Linked DNA regions of Zea mays: region 2 is linked to region 1. The links are chromatin contacts, called in public Hi-C maps. All regions are on one chromosome and are shown on one strand. Each heading gives the region's core, a stretch centred on a gene start, on an enhancer-like site or on the middle of the called end of the contact. The rest is flanking DNA. Distances are from core to core; before and after follow the strand shown.

The links. Hi-C and Micro-C count contacts between places; a contact is called where the count stands out from the background.
Region 2: a Hi-C map of ear shows a contact between it and region 1, with 2.0 times the contacts expected there. The contact joins the promoter of LOC100272249 here to the promoter of LOC110013313 in region 1. A contact is called at or near these places in 2 of 25 Hi-C or Micro-C datasets (ear and endosperm).

Annotation. Positions count from the first base shown.
Region 1 is chr2:26,475,058-26,480,259 of Zm-B73-REFERENCE-NAM-5.0, reverse strand. It overlaps LOC110013313, which reads right to left and starts at 2,446. Exons shown (of 9, transcript NM_001350163.1): 1 at 2,123-2,446; 2 at 1,126-1,677; 3 at 766-1,044; 4 at 145-406; 5 at 15-67. The coding sequence starts at 2,240.
Region 2 is chr2:26,877,403-26,882,668 of Zm-B73-REFERENCE-NAM-5.0, reverse strand. It overlaps LOC100272249, which reads right to left and starts at 3,995. Exons shown (of 13, transcript NM_001328593.1): 1 at 3,818-3,995; 2 at 3,625-3,719; 3 at 2,700-2,903; 4 at 2,380-2,496; 5 at 2,129-2,257; 6 at 1,424-1,550. The coding sequence starts at 3,875.

The sequences.
Region 1 (5,202 bases), core at 1,197-3,696:
AGATGAGAACATACAGTGCAGGTGATCTTTTAGACTTCCGTTCGCCATGTATTCATACACAAGAAACCTGAAAAGTTCAAATGTAAGCCCCATATCACCACATATTACTTATAGTACGCAATGATGGAAAGGAAAGAGCATTGCCTTTCTTTCTTTTCGATGCAGAAGCCCTTGAGGGTCACGAGATGGCGATGGTGCAACCTAGCCAAGAGTTCCATTTCCCTACAGAACTCTTCTTCAGCTTGCTTTGAAACCTTGTCCATCCTTTTCACCGCAGCTATAGAGCCATCATTAAATTGAGCTTTAAAGACAGTTCCAAATCCCCCCTTTCCAATGACTGTGCTGAAATTATCTGTTGCTTTCATTGTTTCTTTGTAGCTAAACCTTTGGAACATTGGTGATTGGCCTGAACAAGGTAAACAGAGTGGTTTGGATTAAAGATAAAGGTAAAATAAGACGGTCTCCTTGTTTTTTTTACTCTCTATCATACAATAGCTTCAGCAAAAGTAGATCAGCCAATGCTCAACATTAGATATAAAAGATAGCTTTTCTTATTATTTGTTAGGGCTTCCTGAAACAAGCTTGATGCAAGAAAGCACACTCAGTTGGCATCATCCAAGTTTCTGATGTCCATCACAACATTACATAAGAATCGGAAAAATAACGAGCCTATCAGTTTACAATATACATGATTGGTGACATAGCAAACACACATACAAACTTATTGGTTCCTAGCTTATGTAGAATGGGAGTGCGTTCACAAACCTTCGGGGCATCTCCAGGATTGATTGTAGTGAAATGTGTTATCTGGATTCCGAGCGGGAAATTCGGCGTTCTTCAATTCCCTGCTCTTTCTTCGAATCAGTACCGCTAAGACGATTTGCAGCAGCACAGCAAACAATATAACACCGATTCCTATCCCTGGAATAACTGTAATCCGGTAGTGCTGGTGTTGCTTCTGTGGAAGACTCTTGATCCTTGGAGCTGGAGAATCAACAGTGACATTCGGAGAGGATGCTGGTGTCGATGTGACAGATGCCGGTCCTGGTGTGCTCCCAGAGTTAGATAAAAAATCACTGGGTGGTCATGAGTTGAACATAGTCAAAATGCAGTTAACATTAATACCTGGAAATGTGGTGATTCCCTGGACACCAAAGAAGCACGTGACGATATCTTCATATGAAAGAATACCCCCTTGAGTGGCAAGGGTTACAAAAACCGCATTGCGGCACACGCTGAGGCCGACATTATCGTCTGAACCGATGAGGCGATGGAGGTACACGATGCCATAATTCAAGCAAGTCTTGCAGGTGATATCCAGCGACAGAGGGCCCCTGCAGCTCCCGATAACGTCATTGAAGTTCGGGGACTGCATCATTTCCAACACGGTATCCCGCCCAGCGCACTGATACGAAACCCTTATCTTGGGGCCCAGACCGCAGAAGACGTCGGCGTCGGTGGGGATCCCCCGCAGCTTGAATGTCTCGGACACGGAGCTGAGACAGATCTCAGCAAAGGCAGGAGGGACACCCAGCCTGCCGGTGGCATTGGCATAGCGGGCAATGGAGATGGCAACGAAGGCATTGATGTAGCGGCAGCACGCCGCCCGCTGCGTTGGGTCAGAGCAGGCTGCCGCAGCTAGTGTGAAATTTGCCCAGCTAAAATCCAGAGGGCAATCTGTGGAAGAAAAAGGAAACCGTTGCTTTTAGTAAGGCCCTAACACGATAGGTAAGGAGGGAGCAGGGCACGCACAAAATTGGGTAAAACCAATGTTTACTGCCTAATTGCCTCCGTTGGGCAATCCGCACTGAATCAACTAGAATGTTAGCGAGGGAGGGGGTTGAAATGTAGGGTTATTTTCCTACAAAGATGCTGTTTTTACGCGATCGTCAGCATAGGAGCTCATAGCAAGCTCGTCCTAGGATGAATCAAATCAGACACATACGAGTAGCATGGGAAAAAAGCAAAGTGCGGGTCACTTTGTAGTTTGTAGATCATCATACAATAACTATCGCATCCTGATCCATAACGGAACCAGCCGTGTCGCGAGAGGATCACAAAATAGTCAAATAGTGCGATTTACTCATCATAAGCAATGCAATAGATGAGGAGAGAAGCTGACCTCCGACGGCGGTTGCTGCGGGGCTCGGGGAGAAGAATAGAGGGGAGGAGGCGAAGAGCGATAGGAGAAGTAGCAGGGGAATGGGGAAGGACCGGCGGTGGGGGTGAAGCGCCGGCATTTGGAGGCGGCGGCGCGTGAGGAGTGGGAGTGAGAGTGAGAGTGGAGTGGAGTGGAGTGGGGAAGGGGCCGAAGAGGGGTTTCGGATCGCTGGGGCGGCGGCTGGGGCGAGGCGAGGTGAGGCGAGACAATGATTTGTTTTTTCGCGTTGCTTCCGGCGTACGAGTAGCCTCTCGACCGCGGGTGGTGGCTGTGGTTCCCCGTGACAACAAAAAGCCCTGGGGTTCTGTAGCGTTGCCCACCACCCTCCACCCACCCACCCCTAGGCAGCCTGTCCTGCTGCTCTTTTTGTTCAGATCATCAGCTCTCTGCACATGCATGGCACCCGTCGCCTCTTGAGATGGTCGTGGCTGATGGCTTGATGCAGAGAGGCAGAGCAGCATGCATTGCACCAGCATGCCGCCTCGACCCAACTTTCGCAACATACATACATACACCCCCACCAGGCCACTAGAACATGTTCGCTGTTGCCGTTTCTCCCTCTAGCCTCGCTGCTCTCAACTGAGATTCGAAGACTAACTTTTGGGTCATAAGGCCTCTCTAATCTCGGGTACTAAGAACTTCGATAATGATTGTGGTTCATACAAGAGTACTCTTTGTTAATCCTGCTAGACCGTATGATAGAGCGTACCAGGGCCGGAGCTGAGATTTTGGTGGCCTAGGGCCAACACAGAAATGAGGCCCCCTTATATTATATAAATATATATTCTTCTATAATACATATTTTTTTTATTTATAACAAGTAATATAATATCTAAAAATATACTAAATAAAATTTACAATACCTTAAAAAATTTCTTCTAACATTTCTGGAAGCAAATTCATTAAGCAAAACGAAATATATTTAATCTACAGGACTACAGATCACAAACAAGCACACGCTGATTAGGCAATAGGTCTGAGAACCGTACCTAAATCTTGTGTGTCGTGCGTGCGTGATGGATCACGTGGAGCTGCCGGTGAAGCAAGGCGTCAATGCGACGGCGAACCACGGAACCAGGCGTCCTGATTCCTGCCTGGACTCCAAGGCGGCGTGATGATCCAATTAGGTGGCGGCGCGTTACAGAATTAGGTCAAGGCGAGTTGTGCGCAGGAGCAGTCGAAGCGTTCGCGTGGTATAGCTGGGACGGATGGCCGGACGATCTAATCTAATTAATCTAATTAGGCGTAGGGAGGCAGGTAGCAAGCAGGTCAGGCCTGTGCGGACGATTGCTTGCAGGCCTGATTGCATGCAGGGCCCATCGCTTCAAGCCTTAACTGATCCAAGACTACTACATATGCATGCATGGGGGTGGGGCCCCTAGGATCTGGGGGCCCAAGGCGGCCGTCGTGGCAGCCCTGTAGTCAGCGCCAGCCCTGGAGCGTACAGAAGTAAACCCCTAGACCCCCTTGCTCTCCAGGCCGCCTAACGGACAAAGACCCTTAGGGCCCTCCGCACCTTGAGACACTTACCAAATAAGCCTCCAACGCATCTCATGGCATGGGGCATATATATGAGAGTATAAGCCCCTAAACCTCTCGCCTCTCAGGACATCTTACGTATAAGCCACCAAGGTCCCTCGCTCCTTAGGGCATCTAATGGTATGAGCTATCGAGGCTTCTCGCACCTAGGGCATCCAACAGTATAAGTCCTAGGGGACGCCATGCCCTAGGGCATCTGACAGCATAAGCCTCTAGGGTCAATCGCACCTGGGGCATCTAGTGATATAAGCTTATGAGGGCTAAAGATACTTTAAAGCAGACAAGAACTTATTAACATCCTCGTCCGATTTCGAGGGTGAAAGTTATGAAGGGTCCGCTAAAATAGTATGACACTGAGACATGTTGCCCTACATCAAAATATCTTAATATTGTTCCAATGTGATAACTTAGTAGATAAATCTTAGGTACAATATATTAAATGGGCAATGGGTGACATTTACGAGGATGTCACGGCGTGCAAACACGCAACGTAACTTGCAGGGCACTTGAGGCCCATAAACAGTACATGCATCGGTCCTATAGGCCCCAAAACACATGAATATTGTACCTAGAAATATGATTAGATAAGAAGTGCCAATAGGCAATCACTTGCGGGCAGCAAGACAATGTCACGAAGGTAATGCCATATGTTATAATTTCTACCTAGGTAGCCAATTTAGTGACTATCTTAAGGGATAGCCTCAGCATTTTCTGCATTTAATCTGATGTTATGGACACGCCACCGCCCCGAAATGCACACAACAGGCATGTGTACCTAGGCCAACTATGCACACATGGTCTATCTGACAGGAAATCTTATATGTCCGAGGATTGAAAGAATCATTGTTGCAAGCGTAGGATATTACAGATGATGGTGCTTATAGTAGAAGGTAAAAGGAGATATTTATATGTTAATAATAGAACAACATGATTACACCAGTGCATGACTACTATAAGAACACAACACAATCTGGTGACATGACATGGGCAGTTGGCTCTATGACAGGCAAGGGCCACATGAGATATTGAAAGTCACCTAGAGGGGGGGTGAATTGACGGAATCTGAAATTTATAAACTTGAGACACAACTACAAGCCGGGGTTAGCGTTAGAAATAAAATCAAGTCCGAGAGAGAGGGCAAAAAACAAATCAAAAGCAAATGAAGCGGATGACACGGTGATTTGTTTTACCGAGGTTCGATTCTTGCAAACCTACTCCCCGTTGAGGTGGTCACAAAGACCGGGTTTCTTTCAACCCTTTCTCTCTCTCAAACGGTTACCTAGACCGAGTGAGCTTTTCTCCTTAATCAAACGGGTCACTTAGACCCCTATAAGGTGAGAGCACCTATAGAGGGGGGGGTGAATAGGTGATCCTATAAAACTTCAAAAACTTATAGCCACAAAAACTTGGTTAATTGTTAGCACAATAATTGCCAAGTGGCTAAAGAGGAATCCTCAACAAAACACAATAACCAACAAGGATCAATCACAGAGATGGCACGG
Region 2 (5,266 bases), core at 2,746-5,245, 400 kb before region 1:
ACAGCTTCTCGTCGTCGTCGTCCTCCGCGACCGCCGCGGCTCCCTGCGTCCCGTCCGGCAAGACATCCAGCTCCGGTTCGGCGTTCATAATCCCAACGACGGAGTCGGAGGCCGTGTCCCAGCTCCTGGCGCACGTGAAGCTCCTGCTCCGGCGCCGAGCGGCTGCCATGGCCACGCTGGATGCTGGCCTCTCGGCCGAGGCCGTGCGCCATGCGGCGCACCTCGAGTCCCTGTCCATCGACCCGGGCCGCCACTTGCTGTACTCCTACTCCGCCGCCGCGCACGGATTCGCGGCGGCGCTGCTACCGGTCCATTTGCCCCTGCTCCGCAGCAACCCCGAGGTGCTCCAGGTTGTGCCGGACGAGATGTTCGAGCTCCACACCACGCGCTCCCCAGAGTTCTTGGGCCTTCTCACGCCGGCCTACCAGCCTGCCATGGGCAATCTGGAGGCAGCCACGCACGACGTGGTCATAGGGGTTCTTGACACCGGCGTATGGCCAGAGTCGCCGAGCTTCGCGGGCGGCAACCTGCCGCCATCGCCGGCTCGCTGGAAGGGGGTGTGCGAGGCTGGCGTGGATTTCCCGTCGAGCTTGTGCGGGAGGAAGCTGGTGGGCGCGTGCAGCTTCTCGCGCGGCCTCCGTGCGGCAAACGGCGGCGCAATAGGCGTGGGGAAGAGGACGTTCAGGTCGGCCCGGGACAGGGACGGGCACGGCACGCACACGGCGACCACGGCGGCTGGCGTGGTGGTGGCGAACGCAAGCCTGCTCGGGTACGCCACGGGGACGGCGAGGCGTGCAACATCGACTCCAATTCCGCGACGGAGGATAAGCGACGGAGACAACGCCAGACGGCGTCTGCGCACGGGGACGGTAAACAGTGACAGGATACTGATATCTGTTTACGCAACCCCAAGTGCTGTCTTGTATCCATTTTAGAGTTTGTCTGTCGTCTGCGTCTCCAAAATATAGAAGCCAACGCCAACGCCTCCATTTCGTCGAATCCCCTTCTCTCTTCTTCCATAATGGCAATTATCTCGAGGCTCTCACATGAGTGTGACCTGGGAAAGGGACAAACCAAGGCAAGTCTTTCCCCCGCAAATGCGAAGAGACTGCTTTGAACCCGCGACCTGGTGACTCAGTGAAATGGTTCTCACCACTGCACACTGCCTGCCCTTAGTGCAAAAACACTCCGGAACGCAAATAAGTATAGTGACTATAAATGTATGCACTGAATAACTCATGACATTGTGAGTTCCAGAATAAGTGAAACACTATAAACTTATCATAGACTAGTCTCAATTGTTACAGAAACAGAGCAGCCTGAAAGATGTACAAGGAGAAATATATTCATTGTGTCATATCCATATATCATTCAGATTATAGTTTGTCTAAGCTCAATGTCAAAGAAAAAGCTAATATCATACCGTATGAAGAAGATCCAGTTCTTCCGATGCTCAAATCCTCATTGAGAGCAAGACGGATTTCCGGATTGCCAGTGAGGTAACTTTTCATTTGAATTGTTCCATCAATCTCAGATGTAAGTATATAGCCCTGTTTAATGATAATGAAAAATAAAGTCAAAACGACCAGTCCATTAGTGCTCCATGAAAAATGGTACTGAGAGAGCATTATACACACTTACACAAGCAATAAATGAGGTAACAAAATGAAATGGGTGTTAGTAACTTGAATTAATTCAGTAGATTTGATGCACCATTAAGCGGAAGACGATCATATCATGATATGTAAGATTGAGAAATAAATGGTCGTAACTCGTCTCAATGGCCCCTTAATCCATGGTTTTGAAGTATCAAAGTTAAAATGCACGAGTGACTGTCATCTTTATTTATTCCAGTTAAAAAAAGTGAACACAGAAGTTACTTTAACAGTAGTGATATAAGGAACAAATGGCAATAAGGGTAGGCTCTTGCAGTAAAGGCAACAACAAACCAAAACTAGATGATGATATATGAAAACAAAAATTCCAGTGGGCATCCTCACTATCTAAAACATTTAGAACCGCTAATTCAGAACATATATAAATGATTTCAACAAAAGAAAAGGGGAAAATATCTTGAGATGTTGACGACTGAGGAGAACGACAAGACGTGACATAGACCGGTACTTACACTCGAGCTGAATGTTACACTAATTCTCTCAATGATATCAACAAAAATTTCCTCCCTCTTCTTCCCCCCAGGCTCAGTAGCAACAACAGATTTTGTAACAGCTGTACCAGGCATACGCTTCGTGCCTTGCTGCAGAAGACAAGGGTGTCAAATGAAACTATGCAATTGTCAAAATAGCACCAGGAATGCATGTTCCTCAGTCAAAAAAAACCTAATGTTATGTTACCTGCAGTAATGTGCACAAGTCTTACCATGAACATAGCAGCAGGACCAAGCGGTGGCAGCCTTCCAGCATCAACCATAATGGGTTCATTGAATATGTACGACTTGAGAACTTCAGTAGAGGTTGTCTGTGGGTATCCAAAGTCCTGATTGCACAACTCAACTTGTTTGAAAAAAACATACAAAATGCTAACAGAAGATGGTAGCAAGCATTCCCATAAACAGATGAATCATACAAATCACTGTGGAAGCCCACAACTTGTTTGTTAGATATTACAAATTAGGCTTTGCTAGTGACTAAAAACCAGGTCACAAAGGATACAAGTTCAGAATGGCGTAGAGTACTTACAATGACTTCATCAAGCAATTCATACACCAAAATAAAGTTCTTCCGCAATGAATCTTCATTAAGAACGCCGAGATAATCTTTTGTAACACGTGCAATCCTTTGAAGAAGCTCCAAGAGAAGGGATGGGGAGACATTAACCATTGTGGTTACCACAAAAAATAGTCCAGCGACTTTGACATGAATATAGTTAACCCCATCGACATTCTGTCATAGTAAAATGTAAGAATACCGATTGTCCCATCAAACAGTAAAGCGAGGCATAAATAAACAGATCACAGGTGGAACCACTGTCTTTTCATACTGTTTAAAGTCAAGTATTAAATTTGCCAAAAATGATCCACAAAAGGCTCCGTAGACGCAGCTGATAGAGACAATTACACATCACGGTAAAAACCATTTTTCATTGAATAGAAAATTGCTTTTTGTTAATGAGCATAGTTCCTGTTAATCCTGAACGTATGTAGAGTAGGTAGAGTAAACCACATAAGGTATGACACCCAGTTTTACTCCGGTTCATCTTAAAGCGTCTGTCCAAGACAGTACGTGGATGGCACACAAAAATGTACCGTTAAATGTTTTAACCAAATGGTCCATACAGATTGATGGTAACAGATAACGGATGGCAACATAAGCACATGATACGAAAGGAAATTTGACAATAACGCACAACTCACATTGTGCTGTATGTCCAACCGATTTTCTAAGGTAATGCTGCAAAACCAACAATCCGACACCACTCACTAAACTATAAATGCACACATTCCACACAATCAAAGTGCTAGTCCCGATTAAACCACAAGCTTGGAAGTACAGCATTCAGCTAACACGAGGCGAGAATCACAGTTACTGCTGCTAAGTTGTCTACCGATGTTGCCCAAAGCTTGCAGTCTGAACAAGAGAGCGGGAGTAAGTAACAGATACGTACGAAGACCGGGGGCGCCTCCTCTGCCTCGTCGTCGTTCCAGAACTTGACCTTCCGGAAGAAGATCTCCGCGCTTCCCTTGGGCACCTCGCCGCGATCTGCCCACAAAAGGCCGCCACAGAGTTTATCCAATCAAATCAGCTCAATTCGGCCCAGATCGGGCGGCGGGGGACGGGATCTAAGATCTAGATCTTACAGTCGCGGAAGACGATGTGGTCGCCGCGCTGCGACAGAACGAAGAACTGCGATATCATCCCACCTCGCCGACGCCTCCTCGGGATCGCACGCGCAGATATCCTGGGCCGCTGGCCGCGCCGCCTTGCCTCTCCTTCCCCTCGCTTCCCTGCTGTGTGTGTCGGTGGGGTCGCAAGCTCGCAGCCGAGCGTGGTGCGTTGGTGTGGCTGTGATCGTGTTCATTGGGCCTGATCTACCATCAGTGACACAGGCCGGATTTTCCATTAACTAGAACATAGATGAGATGGGCCCGTATTTCTATTTCTTTTTTCTCGGCCCAACGTGCGTGTGTGTTTGGCCTTGTTGGTTTCCCTCCACAGGGGACAGCGCACACAGGCCACCAGTAGTGTAGTAGTACTTCCTGTTCCTGACAGTCACAGTCACAGTCACAGCTTTACTTTGCGTTCATGCGCAGACGCAGCTCACTGCTCCGGGCCTGAGATACATACATAGACACACTGAATATTGTGGCCATGCATCACCTCGACAGCAAATCACAACTACAAGAAGGTGAAGTTGAATATTGTGGCCATGCATCACACTGAATATTGCTTGCACGCACACGTACGCACCAGCATGGAAACTGGAAAGGAAAGGAACACAACTACAAGAAGGTGAAGCTGAAGTTTTGAAGACGCCTACAAGCTGCTGCTGACTGCTGAGTGCTGAGGCCAGGTCGGTGAGTCAGGTATCCTCTCCTAGTACAGCACCTGAACGACTTCCTTTCTTCAATCAATTATTATGTATGGATGGAGCATGATGCATCCACCTTTAAAACATTGCAAATCTTGTTTCCAATGCTCCAGGATGACGACATATTGCACTGACTGACGCAGAATCTCGCAGCCGTCTTGGCAAACAACATGGCCACTTGCCCACTTCCCAAGCTCAGAGAAGGGCATGTCCCAGGCATTGATAACTTCTGACCAACAAACACACACAACAAACAAAAGGTTCATAAGTCAGCGAGACATAATCACAAAACAAAATCAATCTACTATTATTTCTAGTACGCCAGCAGTCAGCGAAAGCAAAGCATAGCTGTCAACTTCACTCAGTTTCTCAACACAAACCAGGCGAGTGAAGGAAACCGGCAGTTTATTCCTATTGTTTGCAGCTGTCACCCGACAGCACAAATACACAAGAACACAGCCTGCTTGACATGACGAAATATCCGTTTGAGTAAGCAGAACACATACATCTAGTGAAGCAGTCAACCATGCATTTTTTGGTTTCATTCATTCATTCATGTCGATATATTGAAATCAACAGAACATGAGCAGAAGAGCAGGTGAATAGGAGAAGACCGTTCGATTGTGTGCATGAGTTCAGTTTATCAGAGACATAGCACAAACATTGTGTGCATGAGTTCAGTTTATCAGAGACATAGCACAAACATTTTTAGGCCATC